2 separate regions of the Anas platyrhynchos genome follow, and region 1 is linked to region 2. The links are chromatin contacts, called in public Hi-C maps. All regions are on one chromosome and are shown on one strand. Each heading gives the region's core, a stretch centred on a gene start, on an enhancer-like site or on the middle of the called end of the contact. The rest is flanking DNA. Distances are from core to core; before and after follow the strand shown. Region 1 overlaps SSH2 (slingshot protein phosphatase 2). Region 2 overlaps EFCAB5 (EF-hand calcium binding domain 5).

Region 1 (2,700 bases), core at 148-2,647, 110 kb after region 2:
GGCACTTAAAAGAGAAAATTGTAGGTGCCAAATGAAAATCTTCTCATCCTGCTCTGCGCCAGCGCTGCCCAGTGCATGGAGCAGACAGATAAGGGCCCGCTAACCTCCCTCCTCCGATTTCATGGCTGAGAAACACTTCTGAATTCCTTGGAGCTGGGTGCTGGCTGCCCTTTTGGGCACTACCTGGGCCAGCCTCCCCCAGGCAGAGCGGCTGCTCATCGTGCTCCAAAGGCTCTGTTTGCTTTCCTTTCAATGAGAGAAATCTCTCTCAATAGGGAGAGAGGTCTGGGAGGGGGCTAGGCAGGGTTTCTTACACCAGACCATAGCAGTGTTGGTTTTGTCTAGCCAGCTGCCAAACCCAGTGTGTTGTCAGTAGTGCAGGGATGCTGTGTTAGTCTTCAGCAGTTTTCATAACAACTGATGTTTGTCCACGTTGTGATAAAAGCTTTGGAAGAACTCTTGTAACAAAACCTGTTAAGAATATTAAGGTCTTGTTCTTCACTTTCTTTGTGTGTCTTGCTCCAGTTTGTAAATTGGATTACCAGATCACATCCAAGAGGCTACAAGCGAGGCCACAGTGTGGAAAACATGTTTGGTAGTGCTCAGGGAGAGAAGTCGCTGTGCTCTTAAGCTTCTCAGAGGCTGTGTTTTCTGCTTAATGACTCTTTGCCTTTCTCTTGCTCTAGGAAAAATGGTTCAAAGTGCCTGGTGCACTGCAAGATGGGAGTGAGCCGCTCGGCATCCACGGTCATCGCCTACGCCATGAAGGAGTACGGCTGGAACCTGGACAGGGCCTACGACTACGTGAAGGAGCGGCGCACCGTCACCAAGCCCAACCCCAGCTTCATGCGGCAGCTGGAGGAATACCAAGGCATCCTGCTGGCCAGGTGAGCAGAAGGAGTGACCCAGATTTACCCATTTTAAGTCATAACACTTAAATGATTGACTCTGTTATTTTAATTAGGACTTTCATTGCTGCGTTAAGTAAGGTCGTGGTTATCTGAGGGAAGATAGTGCTCTGTTTGCCTGGGTTATCTCAGCTGAGCTTGGGAAAATGGGTGTAATAAAGAGCTTTTAGGAGCCTGTTTGGCTTCTAGGGTTGGTGGTTGGTTTGTTTTTGTTTTTATTTTTGGAGAGTAGCATCCCGTGAACTGCTATCTGAGTGCAGCATTCAGATCTGTGCAGGCTCCAGCAGAGATAAACGATGTCCCCGTTGCTTGTAACATCACTTGGCAGGGAAGTCGCTTTGTCTCCATCTCAGCCTTACAGTTCCCTGTTGAACATGCCCCTCCTCAGCAGCTGGTGCGGTTTTATTTAGATCCCTTTGGTGAGTGTTGGTGTTAGGGGAGGGGACAGGATGTTCTGTGCATTGCAACAGCAGTGTTTATTCCTGCATGGAGTCCTGAGGCTGGTCTGGAGCTGGGCCTGGGTATGGGCAAGTGTGTTGTAACCCCGAACCTATCACCTGATTAGCAAAAAGACATAAATATTGCAAGTTTCTGAGAAATCTGCTTGTAAGCTCTGTTAAGCAATGCCTCCACGTGATCAGCTGGAAGGAGGTAGTGATACTCCGTGTTTCACCAGAGTACAGTATTTTGTTTGGGATCCTGGTGTGCCTTGCAGGGGAGCAATTTCAAGCAGAACTTACCCAAGCTGTGCCCTTCCTGCCACAGGAGGTGGCTCTGTGCATGTTTTGACCCAAGTATTTCACACCTTAGTGCGGTTGAAATGTGCCTGCCCTTTGCTGTTCTTCACAGCAGCTCAGGTACCCACGTGCTATCTTCAGGACACCCAGGACACTCATCTCTGTCCTCATCTTGCTTTTGACCCTTTGGTCTTTCCTATCCACTTGCAAAGACCTCCCTTCCCTTTCTGTGCTCAGGATTTCTCCATCCACCTGCTTCCAGCCTTCTTGTCATCTCTGCTGTTGGGCCAGGTCTGGATTCCTGGTTTTTACACCAAACCCCTGGTGTGACTTCCTCCTATCACTGCAGTATGCGTCCTCTTTCTCTCTCAGCACAGACAAGCAACCTGAGGGCATTTCCCAGCTCATTTATTCCCTGTTCAGGTGCACCCACAGGATCTTTGTCCTCCACCTCTTCCCATGCCTGCCTTCCTCATCCCCGCTCCCCAAACATTGGCTGCCACAGTGACTCTTTCTACCTGAAAAAGCAGGATTCTCAGGATAGGTCACAGTCAAATAGATATTTTAAGAAATGCTGCTCTCCTGCACTGAGGAAACCATTTGAGACAAATACCACACCTGCCTTGGCTGCCTCATGTGATGCCACTGCTGGTACCAGTGAATAAAGGTCAGTGCTTAACTCTGAGCTAGAGGTGACCTGACCGCTGTGGTGTGCTACATAGCGCCGGCAGGCTAGGAAATTAGATCTCTCTGGGGTGCACTGGATGGACAAAAAGAAGCTTTTCAGATGGGAAAAGCACACCGACGTCCTGTGCAACCCTCACAGGTTGGTGAGCACCTGCGAAGAGCCCTAGGCTGGCAGCAGCCGGCGTACCACATCTTCAAGCCCTGCAATCACTTCGGGTAATCTGTCAGCCTGCGAGCTGGTGGCACACGTACAAAGCCACCCTGTACAAACATTCTGGTTAAGGATGTTTTTTTCTCCTGTCTCTTTCAGTATTTTTTTTTTCCTCAGGAGGTAAATCTTTCTCGCTGCCAACATTTGCGTGGTGTGT
Region 2 (2,700 bases), core at 108-2,607:
GGTAACGTGAGCTGAAGTGGCTTTTTGCTAGTAGAAGAAACAAAAAATAAGACAGGGACAATCTGTGTGAATAATATGTTTTGCATTTCCTGTGCAAACTATGAATCAAGCCTTAAACTGGTTCTGGGTGAAGCGCTTCAGCCTAACCCATCATTCTGGGTTTCTTCCAGCTATCGCCTACAAGTGGGTTGTCATCATGGGAGGTAATCTTCAGCTTCAGGACTGGCTGTACCTTTTCCTTTAGATGCCTGTGTTCTCACCTACTGAGAAAGAAACCCACACACCATTGCACCTTTGCTCCTTTTGAACCTCTACAAGATACCTAAACAATGAAGGTCAATTAAAAATACAAAAAATCAGAGGTATCTGTGCATCAAAACCAAATTTCCTGGACACATGGGGTTCTGGTGGGACTGGGGTGTAGGTAGGCATGCTGCAAACAGCAATAGTAGTTGAGACCTCACAGGAAAATTACTCACCTCTTCCATTAAAAATGTGAAGGGTAGATTTTACAGATGATTTCACAGATCACTCATATACCTGGATTTTCTATTACATACCATGCTTTCAGTCATTATATTTTTCTTTCAAGACCTTCCAAAGTAACTATCAGCCTTTCTTAATTACCCTTCTTAGGTGCCTTTGATGAAATATTGAAATAACATTTATATTGTGCTAAAACTTATAAATGGAAATCAAAGAAACTTAAAGCCTCATTGAAGTCATGCAGAGGATGGGACAACAGTGCTCTGGAGTCACCTGCACTGCACCAGCAGATGTAGATGTAGTGCGAAAGAACAAGAACAATCTTCCTGGGTTTAGAAGAATAAATTAGCATGAGAAACACCTGAACAGAGAACAGCTGCTGCCTATTAGCTGCGAGGGATTGAAGGAATAAAGATCACTGTGTGATCACTCTGTGAGGCTGCTTTTTCCTATCTTGTACAAGGTTGAGGAGTGTAGCCTTGCCCTGTCCCCTTCCTCATGTCCTAGAGACTGCAGCTGAGCTGGCCCAGGTACCAGCCAACCATCTGCAGTAGATATCTGGCAGAGTTTTTGCTTGGTGGAGGAGGAATGCAACAAGGGTCAAATTCTAAAGAATCACTTTCCTCTACCTACTTTCTCCAGTTCACAAATTTCCAGTTTGCTCAGGGGTCCTAAGACAAATGGGTCTCCTCCTAGCCTTGTAATCCTAACAGACTGAGCATGAAAGAGTGAAATTACCACATCAGTTTCTATTTAAGTGTTAGTTAAATCAAAGTGAGATTTTCTGAAGCAATCAACCCCTGTCCCAGCTGTTCCAAGACCCAGTGTTGCTCTTCCCTGTGCTACAGCTCCAGACTCACGGGGGTGCTCTTGCACAACCTTTCAGAGCTGCAGGGTGGCTCCTTGCCTCGGAAACCTGGGGTTCATTGGGTGCTCTGCCCACAGCCGTGCTTGTCTGCTCACGCTCCGGGCAGTGCCTCTCCTCAGCGCTGCAGTGACTAACGCTTTCATCATTTGTTCTGCATCCTGATTTCAAATCCTGTTGGACCCGAAGAAGTAAAGCAAACGACAGATAGCTATTCATCACGCCACACCCTCCTAGCAAACTAACCAAGCGAAGATATACAGGTAGAAGAAGCGTGAAGTTTGCTGTTAGGCAGGGAGTATTTTGCGATCAATACGTACAATGGTCTATAAAGACCAGAGCAGTAGAAAAAGCTTTGATTAATGACGCACAAGAACAGGCAGGAAGCTACCCTGGCTGCCTCTCAGCACGCTGCCAACACCAGTGTTTATGGGGGCTGAGAGCCTCCTCCTTCCCCTGCAGAAGGCAGTGGGCATTTTATCACTAGTTTTACCTATAGCAATAGCAAATACTAGCAGGCCTCAGTCATGGTGGAGCTCATTGTTAATGCTGTCTTATCCTGCCCATCATCTAAACAATATTCAGTATTTTTTTCATGTAATTTTTGCTTTCTGACCAAACTAGGATGAAGAATTTTTTGATGGTATAAAAATGTTTGGATTTTGACCTTCACCTTCTCTCTTTGAAGAAAGAGATGAAGAAAGACAGATGAAGCTGAACATGCCATTATCAGTTCTTTCTTTACTGAGCCACAGCATAATGAATTATTTTTCCCATTATATCTGTAATATTACACTTTCCACTTACAAGGAAAGCAAATAATTCTACCCACTTTTCAGTCTGTGCTTTCATCCAGGAAAGTGCAATGTCTGTGAGCCTCTCCTCCAATCTGGCCTGTTCCATGATGTTGAGATTATGTTGAAGCTGCTAGAAATAGTTTTATGTTGCTTGTAGGTGGTATTGATTTTGCTATACTATCTTTCTATTTATTTGTCCTTTAGTTTATAAGCCTTTCAAAGAAGGGATTATGTCCTTCCATATTTCTGTAGCAGGTTCTGGCACACTTTGAATACAGCAGAGCTGTAAACTGACAGTTTCTTTGGCTGTGCAGCCTGGGGACAACTAACTACAGCATGCTGGTGCACTCCCCATCCCACCAGCTGCCTCAGATGAGCTAAAGAATAGAATTTGTTGCTTGCCAAAATGAGCCTTTTTCAGTAATGCGTGGCAGAGTGAGCCACATGCAGATGTTCATGCAGATGAATAAACCTGTCCTCTCCACCCAAGCACACATACAGACATGTTCTTAATTGCTAATACAGTATTTCAGAGCACCTGATGCCCACGTT

The links. Hi-C and Micro-C count contacts between places; a contact is called where the count stands out from the background.
Region 1: a Hi-C map of subcutaneous adipose tissue shows a contact between it and region 2, with 2.8 times the contacts expected there. The contact joins two enhancer-like sites. A contact is called at or near these places in 4 of 8 Hi-C or Micro-C datasets (F1 follicle, liver, skeletal muscle and 1 more).

Annotation. Positions count from the first base shown.
Region 1 is chr20:4,689,529-4,692,228 of IASCAAS_PekinDuck_T2T, forward strand. It overlaps SSH2 (slingshot protein phosphatase 2), which reads left to right. Exons shown (of 16, transcript XM_038165645.2): 14 at 687-887. Among named protein-coding and RNA genes, the nearest start is that of CORO6, 13 kb to the right of the region's middle. Within about 2 kb of position 1,398, at least 5 of the 8 cell types and tissues checked have an H3K27ac peak or open chromatin away from gene starts, as enhancers often do. A contact at or near this core is called in subcutaneous adipose tissue, where this site is marked.
Region 2 is chr20:4,583,169-4,585,868 of IASCAAS_PekinDuck_T2T, forward strand. EFCAB5 (EF-hand calcium binding domain 5) reads right to left here. Exons shown (of 25, transcript XM_072026154.1): 17 at 1-27. Among named protein-coding and RNA genes, the nearest start is that of NSRP1, 11 kb to the left of the region's middle. Within about 2 kb of position 1,358, at least 4 of the 8 cell types and tissues checked have an H3K27ac peak or open chromatin away from gene starts, as enhancers often do. A contact at or near this core is called in subcutaneous adipose tissue, where this site is marked.